Linked DNA regions of Mus musculus: region 2 is linked to region 1. The links are chromatin contacts, called in public Hi-C maps. All regions are on one chromosome and are shown on one strand. The core of a region is the stretch at or near the end of the contact, and the rest is flanking DNA. Distances in the headings are between cores, read along the strand shown.

Evidence for each region. Hi-C and Micro-C count contacts between places; a contact is called where the count stands out from the background.
Region 2: a contact with region 1 is called in a Hi-C map of cerebral cortex, with 4 times the contacts expected there. The contact joins the enhancer-like site here to the promoter of Gpr156 in region 1. A contact is called at or near these places in 1 of 39 promoter capture datasets (embryonic stem cells), 8 of 484 Hi-C or Micro-C datasets (cerebral cortex, cortical neurons, embryonic stem cells and 1 more), 2 of 115 datasets of contacts at active chromatin or transcription factors (embryonic stem cells and neural tube) and 3 of 9 other capture datasets (adipose tissue, embryonic stem cells and pancreatic islet).

What each region holds. Positions count from the first base shown.
Region 1 is chr16:37,913,958-37,920,295 of GRCm38.p6, forward strand. It overlaps Gpr156 (G protein-coupled receptor 156), which reads left to right and starts at 2,539. Exons shown (of 10, transcript NM_153394.2): 1 at 2,539-2,658.
Region 2 is chr16:37,970,491-37,977,499 of GRCm38.p6, forward strand. The region is part of intron 3 of Gpr156 (G protein-coupled receptor 156); the gene reads left to right. It overlaps Gm36225 (a long non-coding RNA gene), which reads right to left. Exons shown (of 5, transcript XR_876064.2): 5 at 6,499-6,876. Among named protein-coding and RNA genes, the nearest start is that of Gm36225, 14 kb to the right of the region's middle. Within about 2 kb of position 3,536, at least 55 of the 459 cell types and tissues checked have an H3K27ac peak or open chromatin away from gene starts, as enhancers often do. A contact at or near this core is called in cerebral cortex and cortical neurons, where this site is marked.

The sequences.
Region 1 (6,338 bases), core at 1,289-3,788:
GAAGCAGGAGGGCTGCCATAGGTTTGAAGTTGGCCTGAGATACATGCCACGTGAGTCCTGTTTCAGGAAATTATATATGATATATATTTCAATATATAATTTATAGTAATAAAATATAATTTAATTTAACAAATTTTAATTCATTAATACATTTATTATTTAATACATTTAAACCTTTTAAAAGTAAAATAAAAGCATGTGTGGCCAGTGCCTTGGGAGAATGATGCCGAGGTAAAAGCATCCTTTGTCTTGTACACTCTGGAAGTTGCTAGGGTGACAGGAAGATACACCCCGTTGGGGCATACAACCCAACCTAGCGCTGTTACAGACACAGAATGCTGGGAAGGAGACATTAACTCATCTCACAGATCTGAATGATAAACTCTGGAAGAATGATGCTGACAAGGCATTTGCTTCAGACATTGAAGGTTGGGGGGAAGGGCAAGTCAACAGGTAAAGATGTGGATGAGGGAAGTGGGGAGGACTAAAAGAAACAGATGAATTGGCTTGACAACCCAGGGTGTGTGTATTCAGAACCCAGCAGTTAAGCTTGAGTGGACCGAGGGTTGGAAAGCCAGCCTGCTCGCCCCAATTGTGAGAGCTCAGGCTTAGAATTGCACAGGGGCCTCACTGTGAGCTTAGGGGGGTGGTTTGCTTGTTTTATTATGAAAGTGGCGTTCTTAAGTCTGTGCTGATGGTGGGGAGACCGGAGGCAAAAAAAACCTGTTAGGAAACTATTAAAATGATCCAGCCCAAGGTAATTAAAACTTAACAAGGGCAGCAGTGTGGGAATGCAGAGAAGAGTCTCCAGAAACACCTCTTAGGTAAATATGGTAGATCCAGGTGGGAGATGAAAATTGGTGCGCAGTAATTGAGGGGCTGCGGGATAACTCAATGGAAAAAGGACAATGGGGTGAGGGAGAAGGGGGGGGCAAGCTGGAAAAGGGAGTCCGATATAGAAGAGCAGTGAGAGTAACTGGTTATTGTTTTCTGGGGGAGTCTGAGGTAAGAGAACAGGCAACGGAGATCAGAGGGGAAATTCTTAATGGGGAGCGACAGACTCAAGATCCAGCTTTGGACACTGAAGTGAGAGTGATGGAGAAAGACTGTGCCAGAAACGTGACTGTGCGTGCATACACGTGGAGTGCAGAGCACTGATGGTAGTTGTCTCCCTCAATTATGCTCCACAGTGATTCTGAGACAGACACTCCCACTGCACCTAAAGCTTACCAATGTAAACTGGCCGTCCAGCAAACCCCAGAAATCTGCCTGTCCCCTTCGCTGCCTCCAGCCTTGAGATTACAGGCAGAGGCTTTTGTTGGGGAACCCCAGCAGGTCCTCACGCTTCCAGAGTGATTGCTCTACCACATGAGGCATTGTTCCAACATCCCTGTCCTGGGCTTTTAAACTGAGTAACCCCAAAAGTGGAGAATCAAAGGGGGCCTCCCCAATGACAGCATCTAACTGCACAGAACAGAAACTCACATTTTGCTCAGTGTCTCACATTCAGGACAAGATGTGAGAAACACGCATTGTCCTGAATAAAACGTTTGCTTCATTTCTTTCCCCATATTTTCCTCTCCAATGAAGTATTTTCCTGTGAAAAGAAGCCTTTGGGTGAAATAGTGAGGGAGGGGTTAAAAAATTTTAAAGCCAATCCTCCTTACCATGTGTGATCTGAACCCTGAAGTCCTACTCGGTTCCCCCTCCCCTCCTGTCCCTAAAATATGTGGTCAAAATGTGGTGTTTGAAATGCAAGCCTTTAATCCCAGCCCTCCAGCGGCAGAGGCAGTCGAACTCTGTGAGTTCGAGGCCAGCCTGGTCTCCAAAGTGAATTCCAGGCCAGCCAGGGCTGTTACACAGAGAAACCTTGTCACGGGAAAACACATGCACACACACACAGACACACAGACACACACACACGCATTCCTATTATAAGCAACATTCTTGTCTTTCTAAAATAAACACAAGCTCAATGTAAAGAATCAAAAAATGCCCAAATAAAAAATGAAGAATGAGGAAAAAGAAGAGATGAGAGGGAAAGGCGGGGAGTAAGAAAAAGAAGAGGGAAGGAGAAATGCAAAAGGCCAAGGGAAAGCTAATGGATAACCTCCCCCCGTATCAAAACAAAACAAAAACAAAGCAAAACAAAACAAACAAACAAACAAACAAACAAACAAACAAAAAACCAGAAACCGGGATCTGAGACTGAGGAACCAGGCACAGGACCTGCTCCGGAGGTCTGAGCATCCTCGGGCTACAGGGCTCCTCAGACCGGCGCTGCAAGCGGCTCTTTGAGCACAGCAGCAGGAAGTCGCCCAGAGAACCGCTCAAACAGGAGTGGACGTCTTTGGAGGAGTGGAGGATGCGGGAGTAAAGGGACTCCGGAGTAGAGAGGCCTGCAGCCGAGCGCAGGGTCCGGTCGCGGCGCGGGGTGGCGCCAGAGGAGGGACGGCGGTCAGACAGAGGAGGAGGCGACCCGCAGGGCACCGCGCACACCGCACAGCCGCCACTCCGGCTGTCTACGAGGCGATGGGCGCGGTCCGCGTCCCTCCCGCCACCTTCCAAACCCGAGAGCCCACCAGAGACCGGAAGAGCACGCGCGTCCCAATCCCGGCCGCGGGCTCGGCGCATCTCTGCGGACGGGGACCCCGCAAGGTGAGCACAGTGCGCCCTTGAAGACCCCAGATTTTGTAGGACCTCCCTATGGACACAGACACCTCCAGTAAGAAATGGAGAGGGCAGGAGTCCCTTCTCCTATTCAAAACCTGAGCAGGATATTCAGAAATGATTTAAGAAGTCCAAAAAGTAGGGAAGAGCGCGTGGCCACGCATCAGGGATGGCGTTGATAATTTGGGAGGAAAAAGGGGAGGGGAGAGTGAACCCAGTGTGACTTCTCTATTTTATTGAATAAGCAACAAAGTGCTCAAAAAGGAGATCTCAGAACTATTTCCCACACTCGGGTGATTTCCAAGCGTGACCCCAAATCTACCCTGCAGGTGCAAGCTCACCCCGAGGGCAGGGTGGTGAGCTGACGTTCCCCCACCCCCTCTCTGAAGTCTGAGAAGAAAGTTTTACTACACCGCCTATGTTCTGTGTGGAGGCTTTGTTCCTGGGCACTGGAGGAGTGACCCAGGCTCCTGAGCATCCTTGGATCTGACCAGCAGCAGTTTCCAAGCGTGTTGTAGAGGCTTCCACTTAGAAAGTTGGGCATCACGTGCTACTTCCTTAATGCTTTCTGTTACCTGTTAACATTTCGAGATTAAACTGTGTAGGGAAGACGGTGTAGCCACTCTACCCATTTGTTTATTTTCTGGATGCATGAGAACTAGGTACCTCTGATAAACCTGTTTTCCCAGTGTATTCCTTAAACAAGCTGTGGAGGGAGATGCTAAGAGTGTGAATACTTCATTGAAAAAGAAGAGTTTTCAGATGGGAGTTTAAAACCACCATATTTGTTGGTGTGTTAATTAAGCAGCAAGGCCGCCAAAGAGGGTGGGGGAGAAACACCTTTTCTCCACCAATAGCTGGATTCTCCCAGGAGTTGGAACACCAGCCAGGCTTCCAAGTTTGTAGTTTTAACTGCTGCAGAAGGAACAAATGGGTGTATCCAGATAAATGAGGAGGGAATCACTTGTCTGGGGGCTGTAGACACTTTGACTCTGGGATATAAAGTGCCTTGGCAGGCTGGCTTGAGTTGGGACTCTCTCAGAAAGAGAGGGGGCTCCCTGGTCCCATTTTGTCTGTGTGATTCCCCTGCAGGACCACCACTGTATCTGGCATATTCTTTCTGCTTCTCTATCATTGCCCCCAGCTTTAGCTTCTCTCTGTTCCCTAGAGTTGGTCTGGTCAGAGGCAAAGCCTTTATGGAAACTTGGGAATAGAGAAGCCCAGTCTTGGGAAAACAGGAATGTCCTTCAGCAGAGACCAGGAGGGCAAATAGCTAAAAGCAACTTCTGTCCTAGAGAGTGGAAGAATGAGCAAAGGAATGAAGTTAACTAAAAAGAAGCGGCCTCAGACACACCATTTTGTTTTGATTTGTTTTGGTTTCTCAGGACCGGGTTTCTTTGTACAGCCTTGGCTATCCTGGAATTTGATCTGTAGATCAGGTAGCCTTGAACTCACAGAGATCCAGGTACCTCTACTTTCCAGGTGCTGGAATTAAAGGTGTGTGCTACTATGCTAGGCCTAAGGACTACACTGTTTCACGATGAGGGCTCCTCTATTACATTTTCTTGCTATTTGTCCATAAGGGCATTTGAAAGTTTTATTGGAAGAAATAGAGGCCCCTAAGAAGTGCCCTCTCTCCTCAGATTCACCGTTAAAAAAATACCCTTGTGCGTGCATGCATGTTTGTGTGTGATAGAGAGTGTATGTAGTGTGTGTGTGTGCATGCATGTACATGTGTGTATGTGTGTGAGTATTTGTGAGTATGTGTGTATGTGTGAGAGTGTGTGTTTCCATATGTCTATGTGTGTGCGCGCACATGTATGTATGTGTTTGTGTGTGAATGTGTGTGTATATATATGAGAGTGTGTGTGTATGTGTGTGTACAGGCACATGCAGACAGATGCCTCAGGTTGGGTTCTTGCTTCCATTTTGTTTGAGGCAGGATCTCTTATTTGTTAGCTGTGTGCACCAGGCTAGTGGGCCCGAATCTAAGGATTCTCCTGTCTCTGCCTCTCACCTCCTGTTAAAACAGAACTGAACACACAGCACATGGCTTTCTATATGGTCTGGGGATCCAAACACTCACAGCAAGTGTTTACCTGGTGAGCTTCCTCTCTGGCCTGAATTCATGTTTCATTTCATGCTTTGAATGTTTTCAGAGAGTAACCTGAGGCAGAGAAGAGAGAAAAAGAATGGCCAGGTCTCCTGTAAGCCACAGAAGCCACAGAAGCAGTGAAGGGCAGATGACTTGGGCAGAGAAACTGGATTCAATAGTTGAACGGAAAACAAACAGAGCCCTTATTTTATGAAAAGGACTGTGAACTTATTAGTGTTTAGTTTCTAAAGAGTTCGCTAAAAATGCTGACAGAGAATTCAAGTCCCTCACTTTTTCTACCAACATTTTACTATGAGAAATTTTAAAGATTCCCAGAAGTTACATCCATTTCTTTTTTATAAACATTTAATTATATTATTTTTTTTAATTATTTGTTTTCACTTTTTGCACGTATGTTGTTTTGCCTGCGTGTGTGTTTGTGCAGTGCGTGCATGCAATACTCACAGAAAACAGAAGAGGGCATCAGATCCCTCTGGAACTGAAGTGGCAGCAGGTTGTGAGCTACCACGTGGGTTCTGGGAACAGAATACTGTTCATCAGCAAGAACAGCCAGTGCCCTTAACCACCGGCCCACTAATTATTATCTTAAAACATAAATAATAATAATAAGAGTCTGAGTATGTGATCCAGGCCTGGACTGCCGTTAAATCAGAAACTTATTAAGAAATAAATATGAGAAAGATTTGGGGGGGGGACTATGAATTATATGAATGTTATTCTTCTAAATTTCCCATAATAGGCAACAAATCTCTTGATCCTTTATTCCTCTCTCTGTCTATCTGTCTCTGTCTCTGTCTCTCTGTCTCCATCTCTCTGCCCCTCTTTCTCTCTCCCTCCAAATTTAAGATAGAACATCCGGCATTCAGTAAAAAAACAAGAGGGAAGAAGGCAGACTGATGCTTTTCTTTTACTCATTCATTTGTTCGTTTGTTCACTCATTCATTGCAACAAAGTTGTACTTATGTAGCTCGGTCTAGCCTCCAATTCCCAGTCCTCCTGCCTCATCCCCCAATACAGAGATTATAAATGTCTTCTTAAGAAGACATTTGGATTTATCATTCCCCAGTGTAAAACCCTGGAAGAGCATCCCCCTGACACTTAATAACACCCAGTTCTCCATCAGAGGTGACCACAGTCCTGTGTGACAGAATGTCACATCTGTTTCCTACTGTCCTTAATGGTTTCACTCTGCCTGAGAACACCCCCCCTCCTTCTCATTCTTGTGGGAATGTCCCTGGCATTTGTCACCTTTTGATGCCCGATCTCTGTCTCTGTCAATTGACATAATCTCTACCAGAAAGGGCAAGAATTTTTGTTGTGTTGTTGTTGTTGCTGCTGCTGCAACTACTGCTGTTGTTGTATTCATGGTTATGCTGCTAGTTGGCAAGTGATAAGCAATTAACAGATATTATTGAATTAATTAGATAACTAATGACACAAACACAGGCTTATCTCTCTCCCACTAGGCTTGTGAAACCACTGGTAAAATACTAGAAGCCCCACTCAGGCAATCAATATTTTATAGGTGAACTATGATCTGGAGATCAGTGAG
Region 2 (7,009 bases), core at 2,286-4,785, 58 kb after region 1:
GAAGAGACCTGGTAGCAGTTATCAAGGATCTTTCTGGGTTTTAGATATTCCTGTGTAGGCCATCAAAATAAACACAGGTTGACCGGAGAACTCCCAGAAGAGTTTCTCTTGGTTGTCCCTCTCTCTGAAGCTTTTGTCCCCACCCATCCCTTATCATCACCTAGCCTCCTAAAAGAGCATCCTCCTTAGCACCTCCATCTTCTTCTCCGCAGTCATTCTTCTTCAGCCCATTCCTCTGACTCCATGGAAAGGTCATTAAGTCTGATTCCTTCCTAAGCCAGAGTCACTAAATCAAGGTGCTTGTTAGCACTGTGCCTGGCTTCATTCTGGTCTTAGATAAGGTTTCCATTGCTGTGAACAGACACCATGTCCAAGGCAACTCTTATAAAGGACAACATTTAGTTGGGGCTGGCTTACAGTTTTAGAAGTTCAGTCCATTTCCATCATGGTGGGAAGCATGGCAGCATGCAGGTAGACATGGTGCTGGAGGAGCCAAGAGGTCTACAACTTCATCCAAAGGTAGCCAGAAGAAGACTGTCTTTTCCGCACTGGGCAGAGCTTAAGCTTAGGTGCATCAAAGCTGACCGCCACAGTGACACACTTCCCCTAACAAGGCTAGGCCTCCTCCAACAAGGCCACACCTCCTAATAGTGCCACTCCTCGTGGGCCAAGCATATTCAAACTACCATAATTTTCCTTCCTGAACATTCTCACTTCTTAATTTCTACCTTTTTAAAAATCTAGTTCTAGCGGCTTAGAGAGATGGCTCAATGGTTAGCAGAGTTTGTTGCTCTTCCAGAGGACCCAAAGTTTAGTCTCTAATACCTACCTCAAGACATTCACAGCCACTTGTAGCTCCAGCTCCAGAAGATCCAACACCCTCTTCTGGCTGCCACAAGCAGTACACTCATGTACACAAGCGCACACAAGCGTGCACGTGTGCACGTGTGCGCGCGCACACACATATACACTCATATACACACTCATGCACTCCCACACACAATTAGCTGTTCCTTTTCCATCAGCTTATAGGATAGAAGGTATAATCCCTGTCTGTCAAGATGCAGAGCCAACACCACCAAGCCATCACTGGGGCCAAGGCTTAAGGACACTAGACAATAGCAGAAACCAAGAACCAAAAGCCAGCTGCAACATGAATTCAAACTGGATTCAAGCCAGTGAGTAAAATCAGGAGGTATAATGGGAAACCAGCCAAGGTTCTAGATCCGAGCCAGCAACGGGTTCTGAAGCCAGGGGACTCCCTGTAAAGGGCACCACAGGCTGAGTGTACCTCAGGCAGGCCCTCTGTATCACTCTTGCTGACACTGCCAGACAAGCGGGGGCCTTTGAGGAGACAGCTGAAAAGTGGTGACCTACTAACACTGTTACAGCACGTTAGCAAACCCGGGTCAGAAAAGGCCTCTGGAAAGGGTTCATTAATCAGGGAGGTTTGAGCAGGGTCCTGGGAAGCTGGGACCCATTCGGGAAAGAAACAAGAGTCAGAATCTGTGGGTCAGCTGTGCCAGCATTATCCCCACCTGGTGGAAACCCACAGGCAGGTCTTTTCACGTTAAAATGGGAGTCAGGGCCAGGTGAGAGGCTCAGGGCCCTGGTGGGGACAGAGCAGAGGGGAGCAAGCAGGTTTCCTTTGTGGTTCTCTTCTTTCCCACTTTTCCAAGACCTGGATCCCTAACACCCATCTAAATCTAATGATTAATTCATTTGACAGGCATTCAATAACATAATAAGGTACTACTAAAAGAGCCAAATCCAAGGTGCTCATTGGTACAAGGCTAGGCCAGACTCAGCCCTGGGGTCATAAATTCCCAGATTCTGGCCTGATAGAGAACCATTCTTGCAAGTATTCGTGAATTCAGCATTCCTCAAAGATTCCCAGACACACCTCGGCCATTCTCCTGCTGTAATAAACCTGAAAACTGTACAGGGAGAAACAAGAGAGCAAAGATGGATTTGCAAGTCACCAGGGAGCTGGCGCCTTGTGATTGGATACTTCTGTCGGCCAATGGTGTTTGCCTATGCTTTTTGCCCTACTTAGAACCAGGGCGGCTGCTCTGACGTTTTTTTTTTTTTTTTTTTTGGAAGTGCTACAAGAGTCTTGCTAGAAGTCACCCCTGGCCTTTCCTACAGTTGCAGTGGGAGGGAGAACGGAAGTGGAAATCTCTATGTGAACAATTTGCTACTTGTCTGGAACTGGAGCCCTCGGGTAGAAGAGTTGAGGAAAAGGGGAATTTTTCCCCCTATGTATCTATTGCCCCCTCTTGCTGTTTAAAAGCACATTTGAAATATTTTTCAATTGTGTGAGATGTGGAAATACACATTTGGGAATTTGGGGTTTTTTTGTTGTTGTTGTTTTGTTTGGTTTCAAAATCACTATCAAATGCAACCATAATACTCCTAGATGAAGCAGGCTTCCTCAATAAGAGCTCTTTCTGCTTCCCCTTTCTGCTCACTAGGGGTCTTCCCTGTCCCTTTCACTACTGTCCTACACCTGAGCCCACACAATGAGGTAACAGGCGTTTGCTCTGAAATGGAAGTCTAAATTTCCGTATTTCAGCTTTTAAAATGCTTACAAGGATGCAGTTTTGAATTGGTATTCTCTTATGTTTGTAGCCCAGGAGAGCTATGAATTCTGAAATATGAAATATGGGCCATGGAGATAGCTCAGCAGGTAACGACACTTGTCACTAAGCTGGATGCTCTGAGATCTCACGTGACAGGAGGGCAGAGTCAGCTCCTGTGAGTTGTTCTCTGAACCCTCCATGTGTGACATGGTACACAGATGCCAACGCACACACAAAGAAATGTAATTTTTAAAAATTTAAATCTATATATTCTCGTGTGTGTGTGTGTGTGTGTGTGCGTGCGTGCATGGTGTGTAAGTATGCCTGTGTGCATGTGTGTGTGTGTCTGTCTGTCTGTCTGTGTCTGTGTGCGCGTGCACGGTGTACAAGTGTGCCTGCATACACGTGTATGTGAGTCCATTCGTGTGTGTGTGTGTGTGTGTGTGTGTGTGTGTGTGTGACTGTGTGTGTGTGTGAGACTGTGTGTGTGTGTGTGTGTGTGTGTGTGTTAAATTGCCCTGGATAGAGAGAAAAGAACTGTTAGTGTTGAATTACATTTTTATTCTATTTTACAAGAGGAATAAGAAAGGAATCTTTGTAGTGAAAATGTTGAAACCCGGGGAAGAGGTAGCCTCACGAGCTGAGGGCAGAGGTTCTGTCCCATCTGCTTTGCCATTCCCACTTCTTAATGCTTTGATAGGTTCCTATTCAGGAATTAATGTTTGACACAAAAATGGCCATGAATGAGAGGAGCTGCCAGGAAAGCACAGGACACTGAGACCATCGGCTAAAGGAGAATCTGGGGCCAGGACGTTTGGCAAGTTTTCTTTTGTGCTTAATAACTAAAGCTTATATTTGGATGATCGGTTGATTGGGCTATAAAATCCACCACATCTCTGGAATCCAGGTCAGTCTGTTCTTACTGGCTAAGGAAGTGAGGCAGAAATGCACGTGACTGGCTTGCTGATAAGCCTGCAGCAGGGGAAAGACGCAGTGGCTCAAATGATTTGAAAAGGAAGGAGCTGGAAGGCGTCTTGGGTCTCATCGGATTTGACTACTGCTAATCGTTTGGTTTATTCTGTAGCCCTGTCCTTCCGGGTCCTTTATAGCTTCAGTGACTGTAGGTCCAAAATGACAGGCTGGTGGGTGGAAATTTTCCCCTCTCCAGATTAAAATAAATCTGTGCAAGCACTGAGGACTACAGAAAAGCAGTTGAGCTGAGAGAGGCCAGGCCCACCCAGCACTCGAGGCTTTAAGGATATAAAAGAAGTTATTACTTCCCCTGTCCAGCTGCAAACAGCTGGACGGTCCAGGATGAGCAGGTTTTCTGAAGCCAGGGAGAGTGATGTGTGCTGTTCACTTCTGTCACTAACAGCCACTGAAAGTTAGGAAGCTGTGTGGTCAAAGATGAGGTCTACCTCACAGAGCTGAGCCTCATGACCTGGGAGGTGTGTTAGACAAAAGCATTTCCTAGGAGAATTCCCCTGGAAGGATTCCGCCAATGGAAAAGAGCTTTTGGAGTAGCCTGATCTCATTGGAGACAAGTGAACATACGTGTGCACATGCATATGTGAATGAATACTCCCACAGACCCTTCGGTTTCCTAGAAACAGAGGCTGAGAGCGCACAGAGCTTCACAAATACCCTGTTAGGATCTCTCGTTTATTTTCAGGCTTCCTTCATCGCTATGCTGAGAGGAAAGCCCAGGAGAGCCTCACCCACACGAGACTCCTCAGTGAGGACTCAGCTTGGTCAACACCCATAGCCTGCAGAAACGCATTGCACATAGAGACCCCAAAATAACTGGTCTTTCTGTGTGCAGTAACATCAGGGAAGCCTCAGCCATTCCAGAGAAGTCCAGAAAGACACCCAGAAGCCACTTCTGTTACCCAGCAGACCTCCTTGTCTAACGCATGGACATTAAGCCAGTTCATGACACCCTCTGATCTCTAGCACTTTGGTGATCACCGGCAGGGGCTTATAGTCGCCTTAGAGAAGGAAGTTCCAGGACAGATGCTGGGAGAGCAGCTGAGAGGCTATTGCAAGGAAGACTTTGATCAGTTGGTGGCAGCAGAGGTAGAGAAGAAGCAGCTGAGTTCTGGTTGTATTTCAAGAATAGAACCAATGAGGTTTCACAACAGATTGGATGTGGGAAGGAAGGAAGAGTCAACAATGACGCCAAGGTTTTGGGTCCAAGCAAACGGAGATGGAGGGTGGAGAAACAGCTTTCAGGAGAAGACAAGGAGTTAAAGTTTTAATGGACTGTGGTTTAAAATTAAAAAGATCAGATGTGGTGGTACACACCTTTAATTCCAGCTCTGGTCAAGCAGAGGTATGTGAATCTCTGTGAGTTCAATTCCAGCCTGGAACGCATAGCAAGTTCAAGAATAGTCAGGGATACACAGTGAGTCCCTACCTCAAGTTGGAGAGAAAAGAACATATATATGTTTAAGGTTCCTGGAAGTGGATCTATTCCAAACGACAAGACACAGGATTCAGAGACCCTGAGGCGAAGTAGGATGAAATCATTGTGACTAAAGGATTTTAAGCTTGGGATGTTGAAAGGTCATTGATCTCTCTGGGTGGTCCTCGAAGGAGGCTTGAGTGGGATAAAGACGCAGGGCAGTGCACAGTTGAAGCACAAATGGTCGCACTAGTATTAGTTTGAGGTGTGCAGAATTCGGATCATTTAACTCGAACATTAGAAACGGGCAAAACAGCAAACGGATCAGACCTGTGGCACCATGACCATGCAATGTGATAAAGTTGGACTTTTGCACGACATAGGTTTATAATCCCATTATAACAAAGATCAAAAGCGGCGGACTGAAGGAGAAATTCAACAAGTTCTCCACGTCGGAATCTTTATTGTTGCACAGCAGAGCTGTGAATGACCCTGTATTTGTTTTTAGGTGTATCAAAGCTCAGTGGCAGGGCTGGAGAGATAGCTCAGTGATCAAGACCACGGACTACTCCCGGCCATTCCAGAAGCTCCAAGTTCAATTCCTAGTGAGCACATGGTTCACAGCCATCTGTCACTCCTGCTCCAGGGAATCTAACATCTGCTTCTGCCTTCTGAGGGCATCAGGCAGGCAACTGGTGCACAGACATGCATGCAGACCAAACACCCACACAGGTTAAATGAAACAGAACAAAACTACTCCATGCTAGCTAGCATTCACATCAACTCAACAGGGATCTTACAAGGCATGCCCCATGACGCTATAAGGGAAGTTTCCTTCTAGTGTAGCTGTAGGATATCAGGATGTACCCTCCCCTGCTCCCCAACCTTGAACCATGCTTCCAAATTCAGTAACTCCAAGTCCCCTTAGCTCAGAGGCCCACGTGAGAGTTGGAGGCTGTCACAGGCGTCGGAGTCCTGGAGTGACCATGCAGGATTAAACAAGTTCTGAGGATGTTTATTTACATGAACTGAGTCTTTACTGGACTCAAACAAATTGAAAAAGTAAATTGAGAAAAGCCCTTGCCTCCCATTTCCAGGCAATAATGAAGAGGAAGATAAAAGTGAGATCATTACATAATCCTTTTAAAAGGAGAGATTGTTACATAATCTTTATTTAAAAAAAAAAAAAAAGTCACCCAGTCTAGACTTTTAACTCTTCATACTTGGAACACAAGTCTTATCACTATAATTATTTAAATCTCCTGGCTTTGTGAAAACTAATTAGTGTTTGTGGGTGAATGAAAACTATACAGTTTTGTAGAATTCACCATTTAGTTCAGTAGAAAAGTAAGATGACTTGGTGGTTGAATGCCTCCCAACAGGGCAAAGACAGTCCCCAGACAAGCCATTCACCTGCTGGATCGGAGCTGATTGGCGTCAAAGTGCCTGCCCAGGTGTTCAATCAGCCAAACAAAGCGGGCTCATCATCTCCCATTCAGTTTTTATGGCGATATTGTCAGTAAAACTTCTCAAGAAAAATACCAAAAAATACACATCTGGGTCCATAGCATATTTAATGTGAACAGTGGGTTTGCACCAGTGCTTGCCTTGTGAACACTAGAAAAATGTCTGTTTTTTTTCAATAATCACTAAACTGGGCTCCTCTTCACTAAGTCAGAAAAGGGAAGAATTCCAAATCAGGATTCGTGCAATACTGGATCATGCAAACAGGATGGAGTTGTGGTGTCCAAATCAAGTAGATGCAGTGAAGAGCAGAGCCGCAGACCTACCCGTCAGCCATGTAGCCAGAGAAGATGTGTGTCTATGAAGCCCTGGCCAGTGCGCTGTCAAGAAGGGGACATCAGATAGTCAAGGCTTCTGTGTAGGAGTCTGTGAGAGGCAAATGGAAAAGGGCCTCAAGTTCTGGTATGCAGAAGCTAACCCTACTGGTGATGCCACAGAGAAAGTCTCATTTACCTCGCCTTTTGGTTAAATGATTCATATCCTGAACCTATGCTGGTGC